Linked DNA regions of Zea mays: region 1 is linked to region 2. A link is a contact called in public Hi-C data. All regions are on one chromosome and are shown on one strand. Each heading gives the region's core, a stretch centred on a gene start, on an enhancer-like site or on the middle of the called end of the contact. The rest is flanking DNA. Distances are from core to core; before and after follow the strand shown.

Region 1 (3,291 bases), core at 522-3,021, 140 kb after region 2:
AATCTTGTCAGTCATCACACCTTTTAGCCGTAATGTATACCAAGTTACCACTAAACACCATGCCAATTGACTTTTACTGATAAGTAACAACTTCCCTACATGATTCTATGATACATCCACTCAACATTCTGCAGCAAAGCTTCATACCATATCTATTTTCACGATAAAGTATGACATGAGAATTACTTCATCAAGAGTTCAAGAATCAAAGTACATATTAACAATTGTGCGCAGAGCTCTGTAAGGGTCCTACAAAGTACTCACATATCAATGTTCACAACTATGACCTTGACAGCATCCCCTTCGTTTAGAAAATCCTTGACGTCTTGGACAAGATCCCAAGACACCTCCGAGATATGTACAAGGCCAGTAAGATGATATAATCCTATAGAGTTTGTAGCTGTTGTCAGAAACTCCACATTGAATATCTAGCCAAGAAAATGTGTTGCCACATGCCAACAAGTACCATCAGGAAATCGCAGGTGAACAAATGCACCATAGTGGAACACTGAGCCCACAATTCCATCATAGATGTCGCCAATCTTTATTCGGGAAGAGTATGTTGACCAACTAGCATCCTTCTCAGAGAAGACAAGTTTCTTTTCCTCCTCATTCACTTCAGCCACCTAGAGCGGTTAGATTCAGCTTCTTAATAAATCTTGGGTCCATTTCATCCAATTTTCAGAGTAATTTTGTGAGGCATGTATCATTGAACTTGTTGGGTTCATTTCACTATGTTTCTTTTATGATGCTGGAAGTAACGATAGGTATCATTGAAGCTGTGATATGAGCCAGGACATTACATAAAAAATATAGAATACATATGGATCGAAGTTTTGGCACATCCATACAGTATATTGCAACAAAATAGCTACAGACAACTGTGCAACAGAATCAGAAGCTGCAATTGAGAAGGCAGAGAGAAATCAGTTACCTTGACAGAAATGGACGTTCCTACTAGGTCTTTCGTAACATCTTGGATGGGCCTTTTGGGGTCTGCAAGCTTAGCTACAATCAAACACTACCTCGTATGTCGTATCTACTAGCAAGTAGCAACCACAGGATGGTCACAGAAACGTGCACAACAGAAGAGACAGGGAAAGCGCTAGTACCTTTACACCAGTGCGCGGGGCTGAGGAGAGGGTTGGGCACGAACCCCTGCAGGGAGTTGAACCTGACGATGAGCCCGCCGCTGTTGGCCCTCAGCACCGGCAGCGAGAAGATCCTCCCCTGGTCCTTGCACGCGCGCGCGGATTCCCAGTCCGCAGCGAACTGCAGGACAGACGGAGCGAGCTTCCTCAATCGTCCCTCACTTTGGCATTTCATCGAGCAGCAGCCAAGCCGCGTTGTCCAGAAGCCAGCACGCGAGAAGGGGGTAGCTACTAGCTAGCGCTCAGGAAACGAACCTGCGGCAGGCGCACCTCGTCGAGCGGGGCAGCCGAGGCGTCTCCCTGGCCGGCGGGGGCGCCGGTTCCCTCGGCGGTCGCGGAGAGGAGGACGGGCCGGTGGTGGAGGCGGGCAGGGAAGGGGAGGAAAGGAACTGGGCTCCTCTGGGCGGTACCGGGGAAGGCCGCGAGCGAAGGCCCCGGCCTGAGGGACGCCGCCAGCATTGCGCTCGTACGTAGGTGTGGGCGGGGGCGGGGCTGCTGGCGTCCGGTGGCCTTGGGGGGTGTGCCGGGGGGAATTCCGTGCCGGGGCCCGGGGGGGATTCAGAGGAGCGAAACGAGTGGAGGTGGGAGGGGAGGCGCGGGCTGATTCTGATTCAGGCTGTGAGATAGATTGCCACGTGGCTCGGCAACATTCTCCCCCGTCTTCTGGAGGGAGAGAGAGAAGCAATGTTGTCCACACGAGTACACCACTGTACTTGTACCACTAGAAGGTTCAACTCGGAGGTCCGGAGCCCAATAGGCCAATATCATGTTCCGCGTCTCCACTCATAAATCTACCAATTATTTTATTAGTTTGTGTTGTTGGAGCGTATAAATTTTATAAAAATACATAATATTTTTTTTATCAAACTTCAGTTTATTTTTTATAAAAAACAAACGAACAGGTTAAACGATTGCCCAAGTTCCAAACAGGGTCAAATGTCTCCACGCATAAATAACTGATACTTTAGACTGGAAAACAGCAATCACCCACAAATGGCCTTGATATACAATTTTCCATATGCTACAAATACAATGGTTTATTGAGACTATCAATTTTCCTTACTGTTTATTACAATATCCAATTCGCCATACTAGATGACATACTACCAATACAAGTGTAGTTGCTAAAAAATAGTCAAACTCAGCACCCTAACAAATTTAATAAAGTATATTTAGTTTGCACGGGAGATTAATTTGGCGCCATCGGCTCCCCGCCTCGCCGATCAGGCGGAGGAGCTCCACTGTCCGGCCCTCTCGAAGCCGTTCTTGCCATAGTAGTAGTCCTCCATGGCCTTCTGAATCTGGGCGCGCGAGTTCATGACGAAGGGCCCGTGCTGCACCACGGGCTCGCCGAGCGGCTGCCCGGCGACGAGGACGAACCTCAGCGGCCTGGTGGACCTGTTCCACACGCTGACGCCGTCGCCGGGGCCGAGGACGAGGCAGTAGTGCGCCGTGGCCGTCTCCCGCCCGAACACGCCCTCGCCGTCGACGACGTAGACGAAGGCGTTCCAGCCCTCCGGGACGGGCTGGTGCAGGCGAGACCCGGGACGCATGGTGAAGTCCACGTACATGGTGGGGGTGCGCGTGTACACGGGGGACGCCGCGCCGAGGGCCTCCCCGGCAATGACGCGGGCCTCCACGCCGCCGTCCTCGCTCTCCCCGCGGCTGATGTCCTTGCTCTCCAGCTCCTGGTACCGCGGCTCGATCATCTTGTCCTTGGAGGAGAGGTTGATCCAGAGCTGCAGGCCCTTGTGCACGCCGTCCCCCGCCGGCATCTCCGAGTGCACGATGCCTCGCCCCGCCGTCATCCACTGCACGTCCCCTGTCTTGATGGTGCCCTTGTGCCCAGCGAAGTCCTGGTGGGTGAATGCCCCCTGCAGCAGCCAATAACCGGAACCACAAGGATGGGGACGTTTGAGCGAACAGCTCGCGTGCGTTGAACAGAAGAGAAGAGGAGCGAAGCATTGAGTTGAGCAGACGCAACGAACCTCGAGCATGTAGGTGACGGTCTCGAATCCTCTGTGGGGGTGGTCGGGAAACCCGGCGGGCTTGTAGACTGCGACACCAATCGAGAGAGAGGTGAGGGCGCAAACAACAAACAGCCATAGACGGGCGAGCAGGAAAGTTCGGATGATCCGAG
Region 2 (2,842 bases), core at 232-2,731:
GAGTGCCCTTTCAACCTCAATGGTGAAATCCACGTGACCTGGAGTATCAATAATATTAATCTGCATTTAAATTGTAAGATGAGCTTTCAATTCCTCATAATAGGAACAATGTAATGTGATTTCAAACAAAAGAAACATTTGAACTATCCAACACAGTAAATCATTCTTTATGCTAGTAATTTTATAACGCAACATCAATGACTTATAGGGTCACTCTTGTTAGTTTTAGGCAAGTTTCCAAAAGACACTACAGTGTTAGCTCACTGCTTAGCTGACATGATTGCTAGGTCAACCAAGTGAAGATGGTGCCACCGCAGAAGGCATGTTCAAAAGCGAGATGCATTTACTCAGTAGAGTGTAATTTCTATTCTATGACATATGGGGCCCATGGCCAGAAGCCCACGCTGTAACAAAGAGAACTATTCACAATTTGGCAATGCAGATCGTGAACAGAGGAAGCTTTCCTCTTCTTGTTATCGTCCTGCATACTATCTCAAACTCCTCACGCCCCGGCGATCGTCGGCAGTCACAGGGTACAACATCAGATGTTCCTATATTACTCCCCTACCTGTCACTATTTTTTACTGCAGTGTGCCCGTGGCCTTGATAATTCTCAGTTCCCCATTTCCCATGTTACAATCATACATTCCTCACTTTGGCCCGCATCTATCTATTCTATAAATAGAATAGCTTGTTCTCTTATATTCTTCTTTTTTTTCAACCTCCCTCTACACACTTTGCCATTTACCTTCAAATAATAATAATAATAATAATAATAATAATAATAATAATAATAATAATAATAATAATAATAATAATAACAACAACAACAACAACAACGAAATCACAACCATCCGGGGTCTATAACAAAGGGAAACGGATCGATCAATCAGAACAAACAAATAAAGAGAGGCTGAGCAAAAACAAACGGACCTGGTAATCCTTCCAGGTGCAGTAGGTGGCAGCAGACTGAATGGTGATCCCCTTTTCGCGCTCTAGGTCCATGGAGTCCATCTTAGCACCGACGCCGTCACGGCCGCGCACCTCGTGAATCTCGTGGATCCGACCCGTGTAGTAGAGGACTCGCTCTGTGAGCGTCGTCTTCCCGGAGTCGATGTGCGCGGAGATACCGATATTCCGCATCCGGCCCATCGACTCCCGCCACCGCGCCACATCCTTCTCGTCCCGTGCACGCAGGGCCGACGCCGACGACATCGCCCGCCTCGCCGACGCGGCCGCCGGCGAAGAGTCGACGAGGTGCGGCTGGAGGAGGAGGGAGAAGGGCCGGAAGGCGGATAGGAGATGGGAAGCAGAACGCCGCGTCATGGCCATCGCCGCCTTTAGGAATCGCGACCGAGGCGGCAGCGATGGCTCTGGGTTTTGGACTTTGCGTGGCCTAGGTCGGCTACAGAAAACCCTAGAGAACAACACCCAGAGTGAAGCAGCTCTTTTGGCTGACTCTTGAAGTGCAGCAGCACTTTGGCTGACTCCAACAGGCCAGCCTCTTACTACCAAATACCTAGTTTCCAACAGGCCAGCCTCTTACTACCAAATACCTAGTTTTTAAGTCAGCTTTTGTGAGAATGATAACTATATAAAATCAATGTGAATAAAAAATCGGTGAGTCATCATGAAAGTAGAAATATGTCACTTTCTAGCTTCTAAACCCTAAGAACCAGTGACGATGGACAAAAACTCCTTTTGTATGGCTCTAAGCAACTAGGTCAGATGGGCGAAGGGCAGAGACCGATGGCTGCGAGTGGAGACCGGAAGCTGATGTTCGGTGGGTGGGCGGTGGAGGCTAGAGCTTTGTTGGACTTAGGTCTGCGTGATGCGGTCGAGGCTGATTGGCGGAAGAGGGCGGGGATCGAGAGGACAACAGGATGTGGCTGGGATTATCGAACTGGCCAGCCATGGGCGAATGGCGAAGCTGAACTGCTGAAGGTTTATTGTCACAACGACGGGTGACGCCATGGCGACGTGTGAGAGACTGGCTACTGAGGGATGTCGGCTGCTTGGGGTGGACTGGTGGAGACGTGGAGTTGTGGTCTTGTGAGAATTGGGCTACGTATTGATTAATTTTGTTTTCAAAGAGGGTATGGCTCAGGCTATAATAAGCCATAATAGGCCATTCGCCTCTGCTATGAATTCCTTTATCTCCCTCCATACGTAATTTTCACGATACTCAGATTCTCCTCACAGCCAGATTGCCACATCCTCAGAAAAGCTTCTTAGAAAAAAGCCGAAACAAACAGACCCATTATAGCTAGCAAGCTATTTGGCATCCATTCTTTGTTGTGTATTACTTTAGGGATGGCAATGGATATCTAATACCTGGTACCCGATAGGTAAAAATCCTGTTAGGACACAGGTATAGTGAATTTTGATACATATGGGCATTAATTGGATCAATTGTTATATACATCGGGTATGATAGGTATGGGTATGTTCTCTCTTGTCCCATACCGCTACCCGATAGGAAAACCTGCTAACATATGGCATGTGGGTCCGGATTAAGAAGTTTTGTCGGGTATCGTAATTAGGGATACCCCCAACACTCCTAAACACGGCTGGTAACCACCATCAGCACAAACCGCAAAGACTGATGGGCGCGGTTCAGGTCAAGGCCTCGTCTACCAAGGGACGCGATCTCGCCTCGCCCGAGCCTGACCTCGGGTGGGAACAGTAGTCCCGTACGAATTCACGTCTCGCCCGAGGGCCTCCTCAGGCGAGGGGCGCACCCTCGACTCGCCCGAAGCCCAGCTCGGGCAGGCTTCGTTGTGAAGCAACCTTGACCAAATTGTCTCACCAACCGACCGTATCGTAGGCGCATTCAATGCGG

The links. A called contact is a pair of places that touch in the nucleus more often than the background predicts.
Region 1: a Hi-C map of tassel shows a contact between it and region 2, with 4 times the contacts expected there. The contact joins the promoter of LOC100284950 here to the promoter of LOC100381906 in region 2. A contact is called at or near these places in 5 of 25 Hi-C or Micro-C datasets (ear, endosperm, leaf and 1 more).

The regions. Positions count from the first base shown.
Region 1 is chr1:304,696,550-304,699,840 of Zm-B73-REFERENCE-NAM-5.0, forward strand. It overlaps LOC100284950 (30S ribosomal protein S1, chloroplastic-like), which reads right to left and starts at 1,772. Exons shown (of 10, transcript NM_001374382.1): 1 at 1,407-1,772; 2 at 1,113-1,272; 3 at 935-996; 4 at 467-626; 5 at 265-385. The coding sequence starts at 1,610. LOC100193073 reads right to left here. Exons shown (of 5, transcript NM_001326386.1): 4 at 3,140-3,207; 5 at 2,089-3,025. The coding sequence ends at 2,375.
Region 2 is chr1:304,561,231-304,564,072 of Zm-B73-REFERENCE-NAM-5.0, forward strand. LOC100381906 reads right to left here and starts at 1,482. Exons shown (of 20, transcript NM_001361553.1): 1 at 934-1,482; 2 at 1-60. The coding sequence starts at 1,332.